2 separate regions of the Rattus norvegicus genome follow, and region 2 is linked to region 1. The links are chromatin contacts, called in public HiChIP or PLAC-seq maps. All regions are on one chromosome and are shown on one strand. The core of a region is the stretch at or near the end of the contact, and the rest is flanking DNA. Distances in the headings are between cores, read along the strand shown.

Region 1 (3,656 bases), core at 585-3,084:
TGTGTTAAGAGTACAGGAAAAAAAAAAAACTGTTTCAACTTCTAAGCCTCAGAGAGAAACCAATCTTGAAATAATCATTAATACAGCTAATTGGGGTTTGAACCTGTGTCTAGCTCATGAGAAGGCCATTATTCCTTTCATTATTCCCCTTGTAGCCAAGATTTATTAATTTTTTTTAAAAATCTTTTTTTTTTTCTTTTCTTTTTTTCGGAGCTGGGGACCGAACCCAGGGCCTTGCGCTTCCTAGGCAAGCGCTCTACCACTGAGCTAAATCCCCAACCCCTGCAGTAGTTTGATTAAGCTGTCTCTCTGTTGTCTACACAGCCATTCTCACCCAGGTGCTTATTCTAACAAGGAAGTCCCCATCCAAGGATGTTCAGAACTACACTTCAGAATAATAGAGCAAACCAGCTAGAAGGGCCATCTGGTCTACCCTCACTGCTTGCTAGCTAAGGAAGCAGGGGGAAGAGATGAGATATGTCCAGTGTGAAGCAAAATACAGTGACAGAGCTGACACTACTGTTCTTATAAGTACCCAGAAGTAGGGCTTGCCTCTCAGAGAGGCCTTAGGAGGACAGTAATGGAGATGACCTTGAAAAAAGGTGACAATAATTTCAGACAGGAAAGGAAAAAGGGCCCTGTCCTAGTGTTTGCACCCACGGGGAATGAACACAGACTCAACCTGGGGTGTTAGTAGAAAACTGCTAGAATGTCAGGACACCAAAGGGTTAAAAAAAAACAGGAGCCATGGGTACAAGGCAAGCAAGAGGCACAATAAAAGAAAAAGGAGGATAAAAGAGAAAGGGCTTGGCAGAGGGAGACATCAGAGACAGCTCAGAATCTAGAGAAAAGGGTGTGTCCTCTGTGCAGCTACTCCTACAGCAGACTAGGTTGTTGGTCCCAAGTCAGTGGTCTTGCATACCTGCCTGTTCATCTGGCTTGGCTTGCTTTCCTGAGAGCTACCAGAAGCCAATATTGAGTTTGTTTCCCTCCCTGATGGGGTTTGTCTCCTTCCCCAATGACACAGAGAAAACTAGATGAATGAGAACCCCAGAGTGCTGGGATTATACACACTTACAGATCTGTTCTCCGGGTCTTTGCAGACACTAGAGCCCTTTCCCTGGGATTAGCCTACAATTGGGCTATAGAAAGACATACTCACCTCCATGAAGGGCACTGCTCGGCAAGAAACATCCCCAAGTAGCCTCTGCTTGGTGATCTCATTGAAGATGACAATTGGTAGGCAGAAGAAGAGGACCAGGAAATCCCAGAGAGCCAGGCTGGCAAGGATAGAGTTCCAGGCACTCTTCAAGTAGTAGCTGTGCCACACAATGCACATGACAGACAGATTGCCCACGATACCCACAGCAAATACCACCAGAGCCAGGAGCATGACGGCATAGGCACTATAGGAGCTCTCGGTCACCGGATACAGGGGGTTCTGAATCTGCAGCCTCTGACTTGGTGTCCCGGTCAGGTTGGTCCTCAGCTCTTGTCCACTCTCTGAGGTGGCCCCATCCTTGTCTGGGTTGGGGCTAGTGGCCACCAAAGGCTTGGTGGGCTGCAGGCCAGCAGGGTGGATGGGCTTGGGGTACTCAGCCCACTCCTCAGGTACATAGTGCTGTACCTCCTTGGGCCCCTCGTCCTTGGTACCTCTTCGGGGTCGACTCTGCTGCTCCTGGACCTTGGCTCTATGACCACCCAAAGATAAGGTGGCAGCCCCAGAGACCTCACTCGGCCCCACAGCCAACACGACAGCAAGAGAGACAGCCAGGGGCCACAGCCACCGCATGGCCAGGAAAGCAGGGCACAGCTGCCTCAGAGAGGTGAGGGCGAGGGACCTAAGGACTGTGTGGAATTAAGAGAGGCAGCTGGCAGCTGGGTCCGCCTCCAGTCAGGCGTCTGGCTTGGATATGGCCCTTCCTCCCATCCTGTTGGCCATGGTCTGGCCAGGGCCCTCTGCTGGACACTGAGCTGTCTGTGCTGGCCACACACATTGCATTCCCTACCACATCCCTTCTAAGTCCACAGCAGGACAGATTGAGTAGCCCTCAGAGGGACCTGCTCCAATCACTGCTACCGGGGAAATGAGTCTTGCAAGTGATGTAGAGGCAGACTATAATTAGAGCATAGATCTCCTAGCTCTACCCAATTCTAAGGCAGATCCTACAGTCAAAACAGAATGATATGGCTTGTAATACCAGCCCTTGGGAGGTTGAGACACGGGGACAGAGTTCAAGGCCAGCTTGGGCTACATAGCAAGATCCTGTTTTTGTTTTTGTTTTGTCTTGTTAAAAAATTGCCAAGGTCAAAACTCGAATTATAAGAATTGCCAGAACTATTAAATACGTGTCTAGGTGTACCATTCAGCTGGGGTTTGTTTTTGTTTGTTTGTTTGTTTGTTTTTAAAGACAGGGTCTCTCTGTGTAGCCCTGGCTGTCCTGAAACTCACTCTATAAACCAGGCTGGCCTGTTACTCAGAGGTCCGCCTGCCTCTGCCTCCTGAGTGCTGGAAATAAAGGTGTGTGCCACCAACGTCCGTCAGCTGGGTTCTTGATGGTTCTTAATACGTTTGGTGGGGATCTATTTCTCAAGTTAAAAATGTAAGATCTGTGGTAGTCTTTCTTCTTCTTCTTCTCCTTCTCCTTCTCCTTCTCCTTCTTCTTCTTTTCGGAGCTGGGGACCGAACCCAGGGCCTTGCGCTTGCTAGGCAAGCACTCTACCACTGAGCTAAATCCCCAATCCCCTGTGGTAGTCTTAATAACTATGTAGTTGACACAAGGTAGAGCCAAGTTCAAACAATGGAGCTGACTCCATAGCCTTTTAACTCAATCCTGGTCTCAGTAGACCCATTCCTTGCCTCCTAGCCACACACACTCCCAAAGGAGAGCAGCAACAAACAAAAATTCAAAGCACCACACTCTACAATGGGGGCCATGTCTTAGTGGGCGCTTGCCTAGCATGTTTGAGACCCTGGGTTTCCTCCCCAGCCCTGGAACTACAGGAAAACAAAAACAAAAATTAAAATGAAACTAAAGTTATGAAAGTACAGTGGAAAGAAAGGAGATAGATAAGCAAATCATAGATAAGCAAATCATTAATTGCACCTCATGGCCTGATAGATACAGTGGAAGGCAGGGCCAAGGTACAGGGGCGAGTCCGAGGAGCCTGGGGCTGTCTGGAAGTTCTCCAAAGCAAGATGACTTTTGAATGAAGCCTTAAAGGAACCCCAGAGAAGGATGGAAAGATGCTCCAGGCAGAAGCACACCCAATGGCAGGGGCCTGAAAGTAGGTGGTGTTCCCGCCAAATAGCTAGAATGTGCAGGAGGCTGGGGTGCTAGGAAAATGGAGAGGAAAGCAATGAGGTTGGGGTAAGAGTCGCCAGATGAAGGCGCAAGAAGGCTTTCATATGCTAGACCAGGAGTTCAGATGTTGTGGTGCGCACCCATTTTTTTTAAAGATTTATTTATTATGTATATGAGTACACTGTAGCTGTCTTCTGACACACCAGAAGAGGGCATCGGATCCCATCATAGATGGTTGTGAGCCACCATGTGGTTGCTGGGATTTGAACTCAGGACCTCTGGAAGAGCAGTCAGTGCGCCTAACCACTGAGCCATTTCTCCAGCCCAAGGTGCGCACCTTTAATCCCAGCA
Region 2 (3,656 bases), core at 377-2,876, 510 kb after region 1:
TGGCTGCCGTTCTCTTCCCAGGGTAAAAGGATGCACCAACCAAAGCAGGATGAAAACAGTGAGTAAGAGGAGGAATGGGTATCTTTGTCCTGAGGGAAGCCAACGTCTCTGGAGTGATCATCTGCGAAGTTCTCCTACTGCATCACAAGTGAGTGACAGGGGTGCCAAAAGCCCAGGGATTGAAGTAGGTGGCAGTGCCAAAGTCTGTATGAGCCCACAGCCTTTGTCGGGAGAACTGGCCACAGGCTTCTCAGCATTGAATTTGAACCAGCCAATGGTATCCCAATGGCTGAAACAGGAAGCCAGATAAACAGTGTGTTATCAAGGGGGGATCCAGCACTTCCCTTAAGCCGGCGCCAGCTGCGCTCTCCGACCGACCGTCCTAACAAAGTCCCATTGAGTCACCAGCTGATTTTCCTGTGTTCAGCTCTGGGGGACAAGGGACTCTCTTTGCTGGATGGACATTACTCTAGTGCACTGCCCGAGCCACTCACCACTCAGGTCCGCCCCAGTTCCTTCCTTCCCTTTTTGCCATCAGCAGACTTGGCCCACTCTCTATCCTATGGCCAGTTCTGGTAGACTCTGAAGATTAAAAGGGACCACAAAAGCCCAGGCACCGCGCTCGCACCCTCAGGTGAGCATCTCTCTCACATTTTCCCAGCTTCTCTTTTCTCCTCCCTCCTCTCTCCCACGAGATGCTCTTTCTGCTCCCGGACGTCCTGGGCAGACGCCAGAAGAAACAGCCTTGAAGAGGGCGCTTCTCCGCATAGCCGCCCCCCCTCCGGTGCAGGGGGATGGTAGTGGTGGCTGGGCAGTGCACATTTCTGGAACAGCCTAGCCAGGTCACCTGCCCCAGCTCTTCTTTTAGCTCCTTCTGGGATGTTCAGAGTTAACTATCTGCTTCAGAGTGGGTGGTGGTGGTGGTGGTGGTGGTGATGGTGGTGGTGGTGGTCTGTCTTGACTACGTATGTCAGGAGGTATCTCTCTGTGTGTCTCTGTCTCTGTGTGTCTCTGTCTCTGTGTGTCTCTGTCTCTGTGTGTCTCTGTCTCTGTCTCTGTCTCTCTGTGTGTGTGTGTGTGTGTGTGTGTGTGTGTGTGTGTAATAACACAGCATTTAGTGCCTTTGATTGCAGGAACTTAGCGCACTTTAAATGGCAGGTATTTCTTAGGAAGGGAAACTGAAGCTCAGAGGGTTGTAGTTAGATGGTCGCATTGTCAACCCTAGGACAGTCACAAGGTCCAGCTGCCCCGTCTAGGCTCTCGGGCGAAGCCACTAGCATCCCGGTTACTATCCCGCGCTTCTCCTGCGCCAGCCCGCAGCCTCCCTCGGGCACCAGACTCTCCTCCCTTGGGCTGACTCCAGCCCTTCCAAGTGCAGAGCTCAGCGCCGCCGCCTCGCCCGCCCCGTGCGGGCCACTCACCGGAGCGACTCTGGTCCCGGGTTGTGGGTCCGCGCCGCCGCTGTTCAGAGTCGCGCATCGCCCGAGCAGCGCAGTGCCGAGCGTCTTCTCCTTGCGACCAGAAAGTTTCCCGGGGATTCCCGGGGCCCAGCCGGCTCCCCGCGCGAGTCTCAGCCCGCGCCGCGCGCTCCGGCCTCCAGCCTCTCACTAGGGCGGTCGCGGGCTCCGGCTCTACTACGAGAAGGAGGCGGCATCCTGAACAAAGTGCCGTCCCCCGGGCCGGGCGGCCAGGGGCGGAGCCTGGTGACCCGCTGCCCTAGGCACACGCCGGCTGCCTCGGCGGAGGGCCGAGCCAGGAGCGCCCGCGGCTGGGGGTGGGCGGGAGGGGAGGCCCGGCTACGGATCGCCCTCGCTTTCCTCCCTGCACTGTGCCAGCTTAACCCGCAGAGGGGCGGAGGCATGGGTCCCTTCCAGACTTTGTCATTGGAAAGCTATTCCCGTAACCCTTTCCTGCGTTAGCCTTCCTGCCCCGCCTCTCCAGCCGGCCGGCCGCAGAAAGGCGGCTGCTGCGTGGCGGGGGCTACGCCGGGAGTTGTCAGGACAGGAAACCTTAGCACAATTGAGCCTTTCCTTTACAGGAGGACCCGCCACCATCACTTCCAGGAGAGGTCCTCCAGCCCAGGTCCTCTAACTACCTCAGTTGTTCCAGAGAAAGGTGCAGATGGATCGACGAAGAGTCCTAACCTGCTTCTGGAGCCGCCCATCCATTTCCGTCCACTTTGGGACCCTGCAAGGGTCATGCTGTCTGATCTGGAACCCTTGGGTGAGAGGTAACAGGAAGTCCGGGAAGTTATCTAGCAAATAGTAGAGGTTCAACTGAACCTTGCAGAGAAGTGGGAGGAAGAAGAGAGGAGAAATTACAAGATGGTACCCACATCCTTGTGCAACTATCTTCAATCTTGAGATGGGGCTGAGCTTAAGGCGCTTGCCTCCTGACTTGGGGCCTTCCAGACTGCAGCTGAGGCTGTGCGTGACACAGAACACCTGCCACCAGGGACTCAGGACCTGAGGATCTTACCCTCTCCCAGCTTCAGCCAACAATCAGGAAGACTGATTTATTTTCAAGGTGCTGGGGTTGGTGGTTGGGAGAGAAAGCAAAATGCTCTCTCCCTGGTCTGGGAACAGTCAGGATTAGAGCTCCAGGGTCTTGCCTGAGGCCCCACCTAGACACTCAGAGTCATAGGATAAGGGGAAGTAGGCAGTAGACAGGATCTTTCTCAGGTAGCCAGGGAAATGACTTTAATATGACTTTTGTCCGCGAATGCACATTGTCCTTTGGAGGGATGAGACAGCTGCAGAATTAATACCTCCCACAAGCCCCTTGCTCTGTGTGTAATGGCTAAAGGTGTGGGCTTTGAAGGCGCAGAGTTCAAGTCTGCTGCCCCCGGGTTTAACAAGTTCTTTTATCTCTGGCTACCTCAGTTTCCTACAAGAACGGTATGTCTTGTCTTCTAATAGTTCTGAAAGGATTAAAGGAGGTAGTGCAGGTGACGTGCTTGTGCCTGGCGTTAGTACATCGTCAATAAACAGAGTTTTAAGAGACTTCATTTAACTTGACACTCGTCGGTTGGAATTCTTGTACTTCTCAGAATACCCCCAGCCTGCGTACGGGTGCCTTGTTTTAAGAAGATGCCATTTTGTATGGGTGACACAGACCTGTACTCTCAGTACTCAGGAGGCTAAGGCAAAGGGATCATAAGTTTGAAGCCACCTTGGATTACACTGACTCTCTTTCCCCGGTGCTCACTGACAAGGGCTGCTGAGGTTTCTTGGCCCTGCAGTCCCAAGGACAAAAGACAGAAGTCGTGCAAATGGGCATCAGAAACCCAACTGCCCACTGACATTGAGATCGTGCATGGGGCCCTTGCGGCCACACTGGTAATGTCAACATGACTTCACTCCTTGGATGCTTCTCAGAGTGGAAAGGAAGGCCAACACAATACATTTGTGAGATTTCAGTCTTATATTTAGATCAATATTTCTCTCCGGTGATCCCCCCTCCCCCAACACTACTATGTTCCAAATGCTTCAAGCACACATCTCCAACAGTGAACTTGAGTTTGTGGGTAAACACAGGAGGATGCCTATAGGTTATGAAAGAGAAATAAGGGACCCGGTCTTGTTGGGGTGACAGGCAGAGTGTCCGAAAGGCTACCAAGACGGGGCCATAGGTGAGAGAGAAACAGCCAGCAGCCA

Evidence for each region. HiChIP or PLAC-seq counts read pairs in DNA pulled down with a chosen protein or histone mark.
Region 2: an H3K27ac HiChIP or PLAC-seq map of oligodendrocytes shows a contact between it and region 1, with 5 times the contacts expected there. The contact joins the promoter of Nav1 here to the promoter of Gpr37l1 in region 1. A contact is called at or near these places in 4 of 12 Hi-C or Micro-C datasets (the A7r5 cell line, Schwann cells, frontal cortex and 1 more) and 1 of 1 datasets of contacts at active chromatin or transcription factors (oligodendrocytes).

Annotation. Positions count from the first base shown.
Region 1 is chr13:49,155,370-49,159,025 of GRCr8, forward strand. It overlaps Gpr37l1 (G protein-coupled receptor 37-like 1), which reads right to left and starts at 1,835. Exons shown (of 2, transcript NM_145784.2): 1 at 1,163-1,835. The coding sequence starts at 1,792.
Region 2 is chr13:49,669,378-49,673,033 of GRCr8, forward strand. Nav1 (neuron navigator 1) reads right to left here and starts at 1,627. Exons shown (of 33, transcript NM_001427517.1): 1 at 1,422-1,627. LOC102553722 (a long non-coding RNA gene) reads left to right here. Exons shown (of 3, transcript XR_010057209.1): 1 at 1-634; 2 at 2,039-2,223.